Regions from separate parts of the Sus scrofa genome. Here region 2 is linked to region 1. A link is a contact called in public HiChIP or PLAC-seq data. All regions are on one chromosome and are shown on one strand. Each heading gives the region's core, a stretch centred on a gene start, on an enhancer-like site or on the middle of the called end of the contact. The rest is flanking DNA. Distances are from core to core; before and after follow the strand shown. Region 1 holds the start of LOC102160336 (ubiquitin-conjugating enzyme E2 E1). Region 2 holds the start of NR1D2 (nuclear receptor subfamily 1 group D member 2).

Evidence for each region. HiChIP or PLAC-seq counts read pairs in DNA pulled down with a chosen protein or histone mark.
Region 2: a contact with region 1 is called in an H3K27ac HiChIP or PLAC-seq map of alveolar macrophages. The contact joins the promoter of NR1D2 here to the promoter of LOC102160336 in region 1. A contact is called at or near these places in 3 of 47 Hi-C or Micro-C datasets (epiblast stem cells, heart right ventricle and liver) and 1 of 2 datasets of contacts at active chromatin or transcription factors (alveolar macrophages).

What each region holds. Positions count from the first base shown.
Region 1 is chr13:10,600,315-10,607,548 of Sscrofa11.1, forward strand. It overlaps LOC102160336 (ubiquitin-conjugating enzyme E2 E1), which reads left to right and starts at 5,523. Exons shown (of 6, transcript XM_021071421.1): 1 at 5,523-5,710; 2 at 6,785-6,969. The coding sequence starts at 6,818.
Region 2 is chr13:10,752,735-10,759,976 of Sscrofa11.1, forward strand. NR1D2 (nuclear receptor subfamily 1 group D member 2) reads left to right here and starts at 4,220. Exons shown (of 8, transcript XM_021071423.1): 1 at 4,220-4,526. The coding sequence starts at 4,511.

The sequences.
Region 1 (7,234 bases), core at 4,273-6,772:
CCAGGTCAGGGATCAAACCCTCGCCACAGCAGTGACCCAAACCACAATGGTTACAACGCTGGGTCCTTAACTGCTAAGCCACCAGGGAAATCCTCTTAATTTTTAGTAAAATAAAAAGATTTTAATAAACAAAATTTCTGTTTGTTAACACATATATTTATTTATTTTTTTTTTTTGCTTATTTGTCTTTTGTCTTTTTAGGTCCATACCTGAGACATATAGAGGTTCCCAGGCTAGGGGCTGAATTGGAGCTGTAGCTGCTGGCCTACACCACAGCCACAGCAACACCAGATGCGTAACCCACTGAGCAAGGCCGGGGAGCAAACCCAGGGCCTCATGGATTCTAGTCAGGTTTGTTAACCACTGAGCCACAACAGGAACTCCTACACATATATTTATGTTTTAAAATAATAGTAATAAATAAAATGCCTGACATTTTCAATATCTTTTAAAATGTCATTTCAATGCCTTATAAAGCTTTTCCTTCAATCCAAATCCTACTTGTTTGAGGCTCAGCTATATAACCTCCTCTCCCCTGACCTTTGCTGGAGGCCAGAGAGTACGCCTCAGACTTTACTTCTGCCACAGCACCCCGCACTGTGCTTAGTATACACAGTACACTTAATACATATTTGTTGATTAATTACTTTGGGGCTGAGACAAGAGTACTATCTGCTGCAAAGACAGAACTCATCAAGTAGGCTTAGCAAGTTGAGAATGGTCTCATTCCTGCCCATCGCTTCTGGGGTTTGCAATTATGGAGGTGAATTTTGGATTCGAAACTGGATCCTCAACTATAGATTTGTCACACCATGGAACTGTGGGAAGTTGATACTTTTTTTTCAAGTTTCCCAATAGTCTGAAAAAGGAGTTTTCATGTGGCTTAGCAGGTTGCTGATCTGGTGTTGTCACTGCTGTGGCTTGCTATGATGAGGGTTCAATCCCCGGCCCTGGAATTTCTGTGTACTGTAAGTGCAGCTAAAAAAAAAAAAAGCGTGAAATAAAAGTAATTTTCCCTACTATTTCATTCCTCCCAATTTCAGTAACCTGAAAAAGTGTTAAGTTCAAGAAAAGTTTTCGGATGAATTCCCTGGTGGCCTAGGGGTTAAGGACCCAGAGCTGTTACTGCTTCGGCTGGGGTTCAATCCCTGGCCCTAGGAACTTCCGCATGCAGAAGGTGTGGCCAAAAAGAAAGAAAGAAAAAGTTTCGGAGACAATGAACCAAACTACTCAAGCTGCAATCTATTATTTGAATGCAGTTTTGTCCTTTTGTTATCAATGTATAGGAGGCTGAAGGCTAGTTTAGAGAATAGGCCCCTCAGAGGAGATGCTGATTTACAAACGGAGAATGCTTTCCTCCATGTGTTGACATCAAACCACCTTTTTGCCCTTGCCGGAGAGAAAGCTTTAGACTCTTATCACATCTTGGTAAATTTTGAAAATCACATGGTTGTTCAATGCCTCCATGTGGTAGAAAAAATAAGTTAGCTCTGTCCTAGCTTCGTGATAGCAACATTCAGGACCAAAACAGTCTGACAATGCTTAGGGTCCTTCAAAGGGATCAATGTTTTTTGTTTTTCTATTTTTTTGTTTGTTGGAAAAACCACCTGAATTGAAGATCAAAGCCCCAGATCTCATTAGGCTTCATGGAATTGCCCCTTCTTTGTTAAACCTTCCTTATCCTTCTGTATAAGGAATGGCTTTTTCAGGCAAAGGCGCATCGTAAAATAAAACAAGTGGACTGAAATCCACAGTGAGCCCATCTTTTCAGAAAAGCTTTATAGAAATTCTTTTTACATTCCAAACTTAAGGGTTTTGGTTTTTTTTTTGACAAAAAAAAAAAGGAATTCCTTTCTATCCAGCCGTAAGTTAACTTTTTAAAAACCGAATTAACAAATGTTCGTTTGCTTGACAATTCTTTGGATGTGAACTTGGCCAAAGAGAATGGCCACCCTTACGAAATATTTGAAGTGCAGTGTAAGCAACAGGCCAAAAATTGGGTGCTCAAAGTTTAGACGGGGTCTCTTTCTCTTCAATCAACTGTGTCATTTCACCTCCTAGGAACAGGTCAACACCTTGATCTTCAAGAGCTTTTACTGAAATGTACTTGATATTTTAAAGAGGGCTTGAAGGAGAAAATTGGATCATCCAGCAAGTCAGGAATAGGCATTAACACAAACTGGAGCCCACGGGTGGGTTCCGAAGCCCAGGGAAGTCACAGTGTCGCATCACATGGGCTGGGTGGCTGAAAGTGTCTTTTAAATGTAGATTGAACATTCCTATCAAAGCAGCCACTATATATGCGCATTTGCTTGTCCTCTACCACAGAGTTGGGGGAGGGGCAGAGGGCTATTTTCGTGGCTTACACTTGGGTTTCTTCAGGATAATGTAGTGCCAGAATGTATTACGTACTTAAAATAGACCCATAAATATGAAATAATAAGAATTATTTTCAGAATGGGGAGTAGAAAACTTCAATAGCGGTCATTAAGTGGTTCAAGTAAATGCTACAAAATCAGTGATTTCTTTCACTTGCTTCCGTTTTCTCCACTTTTCTGTCTTGATTGTTAAAATGCTCTTGAAAACATTACCAGAGTTCTTTTCTATTTAACATATTTTCTTCAGTGTAACTGAGATTTTCCCCCATACCCCGCTAAAGCTCAAACTGGCAAAATCCTCTGTGGGCATCATGGGCCACAGCTACAGTTCTGCCACTGACTTACTGCTTGACCTTGGACAAGACACACTGGCTTTCTTTATTTATCTTTTTTATTTTTTGTCTTTTGGGCCAAACCCTCGGCATGTGAAATTTCCAAGGCTAGAGGGTCGAATTGGAGCTACTGCTGCCGGCCTACACCACAGCCACAGCAACTCGGGATCCCAGCCCCAGCCACATCTGCGACCTACACCACAGCTCTTGGCAATGCTAGATCCTTAACCCACTGAGCAAGGCCAGAGATCAAACCTGAGTCCTCATGGATACTAGTCGGGTTCGTTAACCTGCTGAGCAGAGATGGGAACTCCCACAGTGGCTTTCTTTGCCTTAATTTTTCACCTGTAAAATGAGGCATTTGATATCTTAGGCCCTCTCTAGTAACTAAAATCCTTTGATTCGATTCTTTGACCCTATCTTTCTCTTAGGAGGCTTCCTATATTGTCCTCAATTCTAGTCATAAACATGCTGTGTCCTAATAAAATTCCTGAGAAGTGGGATCAGGGTGGGATGATTAATACTTGACTTTGCATAACAGTTAATAAACCATATTATAGATATACATTTGATCCTCCTTAAAACCGGCCAGTCAGCGCAGGTATTGCCCTTCACAGATGAGGAAAGTGAGGCTTAGGTCAGTTTAGCTCCTTAGGCCTTGTAGCTAATAACCAGAAGAAGATTAGAAAGGAATTATTATTTCTTTATAACTGAGACAACTGTATATTTAAAATAATCTGACGTAAGGAATAGTCTTTTGAGAGCAGTGGATGCTTTTCTAAACATTTTGAAGTTTTTATTTCCCCTTCAGTAGGTCATTCCCAAACCATAAAGCACTAACCAGGGTTAGAGATAAGAAAGAACTAGTACACAAAAGAGGGGTAGTGTCCCTCCAGACTGGTGGTTGGGAAAGCACTTCCCTATAGAGGGGGAGCCCTTGCCTCGTGTGATTTATTTCTTCAGGGACCAGTCCAATCCAAGCATCAAGGATGAAACACAACATACTATGTTCAATTTTTAAAAAAGATTTATTTTAATTAGTATCCAAGTGTACGATTTATGCAAATCAAAATTAAAGAAAAAAATTCGCCCACCGTCCCAGTCACATCAGCAAATTTAACCTTTTATTTTCCTGTATTCTCTGCCAGCTCTTGTCTTCATCATACATGAATTTTTCCTGGTTGTGCTCATCCTGTAGAAAAGTATTTGTAAGTATCAGGAACCCAAATTTTTGTAAGAGGAAGTCTCCATTTTTATAACAGTCTTTAGATTATTTTTGTCGTCCCATCTGAGTTTATTTCAGGCTTGCTTGTTGTTTTCTCTTGAATTTATGTCTTTATCATCAGAAGGACAAAAAGTATACAACCTGGTTTAAGGAGGTTTTTTTTGTTTGTTTTGTATTGTCTACCAGGATTCTTGAAATCAAACTCTCACCTCCAGGATCTTTTCAAAATTTCTAGACATTTGAGTGATTGAGGGATAGCTCTGTCTGGAGGTAGGAGGCTGGAGGCTGAAATGATGACTGAAGTGGTTTTTTCCCAGTTTTTGGACCCCTCAGGTCTATGACAATTTCTGCAAGTAGACAGATACAGGTTTCCCGGAAAGGACTGAGCAAGAAGTCTGCACGATTACTTTATGACTCTTAAAAAAGTTGGAGTTTCATGTTGAGGACTAGAAGAGGTTTAGGTGGGTGGTAAGAATGCTTGTTTTCCTGGTTAGTTGGATATGCCACTGGCTTTATGTCTTCTGTTGTCCGGTGGTAAATGAAGCCACACTGTTGCTATGGAAAAGGATGGCAGTTTGGGATAATTTAGAGTGGCCCAGGGAAATCTGGGCAGTTGCTTAGTGTACCACACCTAGTATATGTTACACTACACATATCTCTTCAGTTTCCTGCAACTGAAATGACAAATAAGTGAGAAACTGAATTGTAATTTGATGGCTTAACTAAAAAAAATTAATCTTGGTAAACACGATAAATAAAGAAGAGTTCCGAAGAATTAGAGGGATTATTATTAAAATCTTATGATTTGAATAGCATTTATATTGTCGCTGAAGAAGCTGCAGCCGTCCTCAAAACTTTTAATATAATTTCCGACAGCAAAAATTCTAAATCCAGTCTAATTCAGTAGTAGAGGGTTTATTCCCATTGATTTCTCACATTAGAAAGCCTCTTAGACGTTGGTTGGTTTTACCTGTCACGAAATCCACTGTATCACTTTTATAAAACACTTCTTTCTATAAAAAGTGACTGGAAGAATCGAAAATTGTAAAATTGCACGTGCCTGAGCAGAAAACTCCAATCTTGGGATTTTCTCACAGGCGTGCCTAAACCGACCTCTGCTCCTAGCAGGTAAATTGCCAGAGGGGGAAGCCAGGGTCAGCCCAAAGGAAACCCTGTTGTGGGATTTCTTTCTTTCTCCCTTAAACTGATCACTTTTTAGGAGGAGTTCCCTCGGTATTCACTAGTCCAAAGTCCTGGCACCAGATTACCATCTTTTTTACCAAACTGCCCCCGCTTTCCCAAAGCCCTTTTGGTAAGAACTTCCCCTCGCGGTCGCCCTATTCCCGACAGTTCCCAGCGCCCCCAGTCTCGGGACGGCTTCCCCTCTTCAGCCCAGGATCCAGGGGTCCCCCAGACTCCTCCGGAGAAAATTCACAGCCCTTGCCCCCTGGCCCCGCGTCCCGACGAGGCGCCGGGGTGGGGGTGGGGCGGGGAGGGGCCGGGCTTCCCGGGGTCCCCGGGTGCTCCTGGCGCCCCCCGGAGGTGTGCCCGGGGAGGGGAGCGCGGGTGGGTGGGACCGGCCGGACGGGGTGGGGGAGGGGGAGGAGGAGTGTGTGTGCGAGCGTGTGTGGCTGGGGGAAGCCATTGCCTGTTTAATAGTTGCTGTTGCTGCACTTCCGCTTCTCTCCCAGCGAGAGAGACACGAGTGGCCAGGCCCAGCCGCAGCCGCAGCAGCAGCCGCCGCGGCGGCACGGAGCAGCCAGACACAAAGAGAGGTACGGGGATCCCCCCCGCCGCCTGCCGCCCCCCGGCCGCGCCGCCGGGCTTCGGGGACACCCCTCGCCGCCGCCCCCGACCCGCGCCGCCCGGGCCGCCGGGCACGGGGCCGGGGGCGCGGAGAGGGGCTAGGGAGCTCCGGGGGTCCGGGCCCGCCCGCGGGGGATGGGCAGGGCCCCGGGCCGCGTGGGGTGCGGGGCCGCCCGCGTCGGGGGCGGGGGGCACAGGGCTCGAACTGTCAGCGCTGCCCCGGGAGCCCCCCGCTGGCCGCCGAGGGGCCGGGAACGGGGGAGGGGAGGCGGGGAGCCCCGTTTTCCCCTGGGGCGGGGGCCCGTGGGGATTAACCCCTCCGGGGCGCACGGGCTCATTGTTATTCCTCAGCAGAGGAGGCCGAGTCCCCCCCTCACCCCCGCCCCCACCCGGGGTGCCGATCGGGCGTGTGCCTGGGACCCCCGCCCGGGCCGCGCAGACCCGACCCGCACGGTCCGGGGGCTGGCTGGCAAGGGGCGTCGGGGCGCGGCGGGGGCCTCGGGCCTCGTCGCTCCTACCCCCCTCCGGCCTCTCCCTTCCCCCACGCGGGCCCCCGCTGCCCGCCTCCGTCCCCCCGTTTCGGCTTCCTCTCTTACTCCTCTCCGCCCTCCTCTCCTCCTGACCTCGCCAAACTCGGCGGCTGGCCCCCAGCTCCCCTACGACCCCCGGAAAGCCGCCGAAAACAGCCCGAGGCCGGCTGGCCGCCGGGACCTTCCCTGCCCGCCCCGGCCGGGCGCCCCGCACCCCCGCCCGCCGGCTGCTCCTCTCCCCGCCCGGAGGGGAGCCCCGGGGGGCGAGGGAGGGGCTGCTCTCTGCCCTCCCAACCGTTTTCCCACCACGTCCCCCACATGGGGCCCCGAATAAACAAACAAGCCGCGTCCAATTTGCAAAAGCCATGATGGGCCCGAAGACTTTGAAAAGCGAGTGGAGGGCGGTGGGCGGCTGGGTGCACCCCCGGCCGAAGCCCTCCTGACAGCGCCCGAGTTCCTTATTTACACTGGCTGCATGGTTTGTGTTTCTGTTTTGTTTCCCTCCCCCTGCAGGGGCTGTTTGCGGGGTGGGGTGGGGGGTTCGCTATGTCGGATGACGATTCGAGGGCCAGCACCAGCTCCTCCTCATCTTCGTCCTCCAACCAGCAAACCGAGAAAGAAACAAACACCCCCAAGAAGAAGGAGAGTAAAGTCAGCATGAGCAAAAACTCCAAACTCCTCTCCACCAGCGCCAAGAGGTACGGTACCCCCTCCCCACCCCCACCCCCAGCAGGCTTCCTATTTCCCAAACTGCCTCTTGCTGCATTTGGTCTGCCTCCATGAGGGTAGCTTAACCGCTCCTCATGGTTTATATGTTCTTAAAGAGGAGAAAAGGGGCCTTGGAGGCCCTAATTGTTTTTCTCGGTGCCTTCTTCTGTTTTTTCTTTTAATCACTGTCCACATGCAGCTGTTGTGGCTTGCCTCTCCCATATCTTGCTGAAGTTTGTAAGAATTTTCATTACT
Region 2 (7,242 bases), core at 2,970-5,469, 150 kb after region 1:
GGTTAATAACGGAGCTCCTTAGAAAGGCCATTTCCACTACAGCTTTAGCACAGTGGGGACCATCCAACCCAGATACCACTCGGCATCCTTCTTTGGCACTGATGAGCCAATGTGTGCACAGTGGCCAGTGGTGTGGCTGGTGACTGACTTGGGCTACAGCTTTATAGCCTCTGATAGTTACCCACAAAGCCTCACAGGATGAAGGTGGCCTTTAAAAGATGTGAGGCTTGACAGAGGAGTGGATCCAGAAGATGTGGTACATATACACAATGGAATATTACTCAGCCATCAAAAAGAATGAAATACCAGCATTTTTAGCAACATGGATGGACTTAGAAACTATCATGCTAAGTGAAGTCAGCCGTACAATGAGACACCAACATCAAATCTTTCACTGACATGTGGAATCTGAAAAAAGGACAGACGGAACTTCTTTGCAGAACAAATGCTGACTCACAGACATTGAAAAACTTATGGTCTCCGGAGGAGACAGTTTGGGGGGTGGGGGGATGTGCTTGGACTATGGGATGGAAATCCTGTGAAATCAGATTGTTATGATCATTATACAACTACAGATGTGATAAATTCATTTGAGTAATAAAAAAAATGAAAAAAAAATAAATAAAAGATGTGAGGCTCACAGATACAAACTTTACTTCATAGGCATTATCATGGAAGAGTTATTTTCTTTTTAATGGCATATTTTCCCTTCCACTCTTCTCCTTTGCAAATATAAATGGCAGTATCTTCTCTCTTTCTCTCTCTAAAATAGACTTTACTTTTTAAAGCAGTTTTAGGTTCTTGGCAAAATTGAATGGAAAGTAGAGGTCCCATATACATTCTGTCCCCTGAAAGACAAGCAGCCTTCCCAACAATGAACATTTTTTACCACTGTTGAATCTATATTGACACATCATCATCATCCAAAGCCCATAGCTCGTACTATGGTTCCCTCTGGGTGTTGTACATGTGGCCTGTCTCTCCCATTGTGCTGTCATACAGAATGCTTTCACTGCCCTAAAAACTGCTCTGCTTTTCATCCCTCTCTCCCCTCCAACCTTTGGAAATCAATGATATTTTAACTCTCTCTTTAGTTTTTTGTTTTTGTTTTTCTTTTCACGGCTGTACCTTCAGCACATAGAAGTTCCTGGGCTAGGGTGGAATCAGAGCTAGATCCAGTTCTGGATCCGAAATGCATCTGTGACCTACTCCACAGCTTATGATCCTTAACCCACTGATGAGGCCAAGGATCGAATCCACACCATCTTGGATACTGTCAGGTCCTTAAACCTGCCGAGCCACAACAGGAACTTCCTATCGTCACAGTTTTGCCTTTTCCAGAATGTCATACAGAGTTGGCCCTCTATCCAGAGGTTATACATCTGTGGATTCAATCAACTACAGATGGAAATTCTGTACTACATGTTTACAGAGGGTTCGTCATGGTCCTCATTGCAGAAACCAGGCTATTGGAATAGCAACTATCTGGAACACCGGCAAAGGGCGAGGAGAGCATGGTCCAGCATGCTCATATGTATGTATGTATGTATGTATGTATTTATTTTTTGTCTTTTTGTCTTTTCTAGGGCTGCTCCCAGGCTAAGGGCCTAGTCGGAGCTGTAGCCACTGGCCTACGCCACAGCCACAGCAACTCGGGATCCGAGCCGTGTTTGCGACCTGCACCACAGCTCACAGCAACACTGGATCCTTGACCCACTGAGCAAGGCCAGGGATCGAACCTGAAACCTCATGGTTCCTAGTCGGATTCGGGAACTCCTATTTATTTATTTATTTATTTATTTTTTTTTTTTTGCTTTTTAGTGCTGCATATGCAGCACACAGAGGTTCCCAGGCTACGGGGCGAATTGGAGCTACAGCTGCTGGCCCACACCACAGTCACAGCAACGCCTGATCCTTAACCCACTGAGCAAGGCCAGGGATGGAACTCGTGTCCTCATGGATTCAGGTTCATTTCCACTGAGCCACGATGGGAACTCCCAGCATGCTTTTATTTTTTAATTTTTTTTTTTTTTTTTTACTTTTTTAAGGGCTGTACCCGAGGCACATGGAAGTTCTCAGGCTAGGGGTTGAATTAGAGCTGCAGCAGCTGGCCTATGCCACAGCAACACCAGATCCCTGACGCACTGAGCGAGGCCAGGGATTGAACCCGAATCCTCATGGATACTAGTCAGATGTTTCCACTGTGCAACAATGGGAACTCCCCCAGCATGCTTTTAGAGGTTGCCAGAAGCAAGTCCCACAGCTGTACAGTTGGCTCTCTGTATCTGCAGCTCTCACATCCACAGATTCAGCCAACCTTGCATGGAAAATATTTAGAAAAAAAATTCCAGAAAGTTTTTAAAAGAACACTGGCAAGTATTTACCTAGCATTTACATTGTATTACATATTATGAGTAATCTAGAAATGATTTAAAGTATAAGGGAGGATGTTCGTAGGTTATATGCAAAAATTACACCATTTTATATAAGGAACTTGAGCATTCACGGATTTTGCAATTCGCAGAGGTCCTGGAACCGATGCCCCAAGGACACTGAGAGAACCATACCGTATGGCCTTTTCAGAGTAGAGTCCTCTTTATGACCCCTGCCTTCTACACTGTTCATATTCACCCCATTTTACCAGCGCAGAAGCAGATGGCGCTTGAGATATAAAATGAAAAAGCAAGCTACGAAGTGTAGCCTGGGGAATTCTTGCTTCAGCATCACAGAAGGTGATCAGGCCCTGATGTAGGGAAGCAATGAGGACCACATTGTGTAGAGAGCTGTGTAGATGGTGCTCGAAGGCCTAGGAGAGAAGCAGGGCCCAAAGTTTGTGCAGAGCTTTGCAGGGCAGCTTCAAGTACTGGATTTTAAAAAAAGCAATAGGAAGCGATTGGAGGGTTTTGAGTAATTAGATCTCATTAACATTTAAAAACATAACACTGGGTAGAAGTGATTGTAGGTGGTTCCAGGCACAGTTTCCCCTGTTAGGGATCTATTAGAGTAGCCCAGGCAAGAGAAGATGGTGGTTTGATCTACAGTAATGACAATGCTGATGGTGAAAAACTGAAAGATCAAAGATGTATTATGAAGGTAGAATAGCTCAGATCTGTTAATGGGTTGAACCAGGTATAAAAGCAGTGAGAGGGAGAAAGACAGGAAGAGAGAGAGAGAGAAGTGAAACTCAATTTGTTGGTTTTAGGAACTGGCAGATTTATCAAAAAGTAGATGTTGATGGGGTAGAGTGTGTATGTGTGTGTGATGGGGCAGTGGGTGATGGGGGGCGAAGGGATGCAGCACATGTAAAAATGTCTTATGAATTATATTTCCCTCAATATTTCATATTGAAAAATTTCAAAGAGCAACTTAGAATTTTACAGTGAATACCCACATAAAACATCTACAACTACTACATGATTTACATAGTAAGATTATTATGCTTCTAACCGTCCATCCTGGCCTCCATCCCTCAGACCATCTTGCTTTCATAATGCACTTAAATTTGCAGGCATCAGTGCACTGCCCTCTTCATACCTCGGCACACGTCATTGGTCTCCCCCCTTTTTTCCTTTTGATGTAAAATGTACACACAAGGTGAAACGCACAAATCTTCGGTGTGCATTTGCTGAGTTTTGACACAAGCATACGCCTGCCTACACCTTAAATTTGAGATGCCAAAAGGATATCAAGGTGGCATAATCAAACGGGCTGCTGAATGCAGGAATCTGGGGCTCAGAGGAGACGTTGGAAATGTACATTCGGCAATCATCAGAACACAAGCCTACTTGAGCTGTTGGACTGAATGAAGTCACCCGGGGGTGCAGAGGGAAGGGATGTGGGCTGTATCTGCAGAGCCTGGTCTTTAGAGGTGGGTAAGTCGGAGAGCCGACTTGAGGCGCGGTCAAGGGTTGGGGCCAGCCCTGGATCCTGCAAAGCACGCCTGCTTGGCGCCACCGGGCGGGCCTAGGTAAACGTCCGAGGAGACCTAAGGTGTCACTAGGCGGGGGTGGGGCAGGTTCGGGGAAGGAAGCCTGGGGGGCTCCCACGGAGGCGGGAAGGTCAGCAGCGAGAAAGGAAGGAGGGAGGAGGAGGGGCCCGAGGGTGAGGGAGAGCGGGCGGTGGCTTGGGGAGGAGGGGGAGGGGAGCCGGCGGCGGGAGGGGCGGAGTCGCCGCAGCGGCCGGCCGAGGGGCGGGCGGAGGGAGGGGGTGTGCGCGGGTCACATGGTCGCGGCTGCCCTCCCCATCAGCCGCCCTCGCCGCCGCGGTGCGCTGGCTGCAGGAAGCCGCCGCGCCGCCGCTTTGTTGTCAGGGACCCCGCGAAGAGGGCCGCTCGCCGCCGCCGCCGCCCTCTCTCCCCGCAGCCCGCTCTCCGGCCGCGGGGCCGGGTCCGGGCGTCCCGCCCGCCCTGCCCATGAGGGGGCCCCGGCCCCGGGCGGCGCGGTGCTGAGGCGGCGGCGGCGCTGCCCCTTCTGCGGGAAGCGGGCGGCCTCGGCCCCCTCCCGAGGGCACCATGGAGGTGAATGCGGGTAAGAGCCCACTGGGCGGGGTAGCGCGGCGGAGGGGCGCTGGATCCCGGCGGGCACTCGGAGGGCTGCGGCGGGGCTGCGGGCTGGCGGGGCGCGGGCTGGCGGGGAGGGCTGCTGTGCGCCGCGGGCTCGCCTCGGGCTCTGAGCTCGTCGCCCCGGGGCCGCCCTCTCGGCTCCCCGCACCGCCGCAGCGCGGCCCGCGGCGCCGGCCGGGCGCCCCCCTCACATGGCCTGGCCGCGCGAGCCACGTGCGCGCTGTGTTTACGTTCGGCGGCGCGCGGGCGCCGGTTGGCTGGGCGGGCTCATGACGCGGCATTACATAATGGGCGCTGGGGCGGCGGCGGCGGGCGGGGACACGTGAGGCCGCTCGGCTCGGTGACCCACATTCCCGGGGGCCGCAGGGACACGTGGGGGCGGGTGCGCGCGCGCCAGCCGGGAGCGCCGCAGCCCCGCGGAGGCCCCGCCTCTCCGGAACCCTCGGGCTGTGACGTGGCGCGGTTCCCTCCTCCCCCGCGGGGTTGCTCTTTGCGGAGGAGGCCGCGCGTGCGCGCCGCGGAGACCCGCGCTCGGCGGCCGGGAGCTGAGCCTACGCGGGAGCCGCGGCCTGGCTGCGGGCAGGGAGAGGAAGGCGCCCGGCGTGGGCGCTCTGGCGCTGAAGGCAGTGCGGCCGGACAACCTGGGGCTTCCCCGACGCATGACCCTCCGCGGGGCCTGGAGGTGCTTGGCTTCCCAGCGACGCCCGGCGGAGGGGCCGGGGAACGCCCAGGTTGTGGTGCTACTTCGTATTAAAAAAAAAAAAAAAAAAAGACTGTTTTAGTGATCTCTTCTGGGAAGCCTTCTACCTCACCACCTTCCTCTATGGGCGGGTCCACCCTTGGCTCAGCCTTCAGCTCTATTGGGCGTGACCGAGGTGACCCCAGTGACTCCCAGGCCTCCTGTAAGGCTGGTCGTTTTTCGCTTAATTTCTTTAAACCCTTGGGTTGCTGACCTTTTCTGATTCTGATAACAGAATTTGACTCTATCACGCCCTTTCTTGTTATCTTTCACCTTGTCTGATTCTGATTCTGATAACAGAATTTGACTCTATCACCCCTTTTCTTGTTACCTTTCCTGCCTTGACATCCCAGCACAATACCCGGCTACCTTCTGCCCTTTTGTTTGCCTCCCTCCCCCCCCAATCAAAGGATGGACCGTTACCTGAAGACAGTGAGGTTGCAGAAGCAGCCAGTGATTATGTTTTAAGTTACCCGTTCAAAAAACCATGGCTTGATAACAAAGTGTTGTGAAATTTCCACCAGCAGTAAAAAATAAAGTCATTCTCGTGTGTTTTAATTACCTATGGGCCTGTTTAACCTGTGAGTGTAGTTAAAAAAAGTTCAGTAACTATTATGGAATTAAACTTACTTGGTATGGATTTAGAAGTATAAAGTTCAGCCTCATCTAACCTACCATGGATGAATAAAGCCAGCTTTTGTGTTTGAATAAAGTGGGCTGGCTCAGTGGTTAGGTTTTTTTTTCTAGTTTGAACCTTCCTGGAACATTTTCACTGATCTTAATTTTGATTTTATTTTTATTTTTTTGTCTTTTCTAGGGCCGCACCCGTGGCATATGGAGGTTCCCAGGCTAGGGGTCTAACCAGAGCTGTAGCCACCCGCCCTAAGCCAGAGCCGCAGCAACATGGGATCCGAGCTGCATCTGCGACCTACACCACAGCTCACAGCAATGCGGGATCCTTAACTCACTGAGTGAGGCCAGGGATTGAACCCACAACCTCATGGTTCCTAGTGGGATTCGTTAACCACTGAGCCACGATCCCTGATTTTAAATTGGCTACAAATTATAAAATTTCCTTGGGATGATTGTTGACGACCCGATTTCCCCCCTCCCCCCTGGCCAGTTCACATCCCATCCCTTGGTCCTTGCTCTGCTGTATTTTCTGATCGTTATCCTTGTTGCCCTTTGGGATGTGGGACTGGGAAATGAACAGGCTCCTGTGGAAGTTATTGGACAGCTGCCGAGCTCCAAGCTCGGGATTCTGATGTACATGAATTTGTGGCAGGCTTGGCATTTGTGGCTTGCTGCTTTGCTGACTCACAGTAACCTTGCAGTCAACTAGAACCTTTTCATGTGAACTATTCTGAAGCTAGGTTTCATCCTTCGTGCAGATAATTGTTTGACCTGAGCTGTAGGACCTTGTAATTATCTTTCTTAAATTTTCTCCTATTCCTTTTGGCTCCAGTTTCAAGCTGTCACAAACTGTTATGTAGTATACTAACAATTTCTGCCATGCCCCAATTTTTGCCAAGGGGGGCTTTGATAAGCATCCCCTTTAACTTGTTCATATTGTAAATGTAGCCCAGGGTGGGGCCAAATTCATTGCTGTGTGGCATGTCTCTGACACCTCACTTTGGGTTGATATCATTTTATTAGTCAATACATACTCAACCAGTGATCGTTTCTAACTCTGCTGTAAATAATGACACATTGTGTCTCTACCCTGTCTGTAATACCCATGCAAAGTAGTAAAGTCGTGGAAATTGACTATGCGTTTTTGTCACAGACTTTGACTATACCAAGCTCTTAAAATATTACAGAGACTTCATAACCATGGCTGTAAATGCACATTTTAAAAATTAGGAAAACATTCCCGTGTATTTCATTCTTATCTTTACAATCTCTTTTTTACTGTGTTTCTCCAAACTTGGAAAGAAAACAT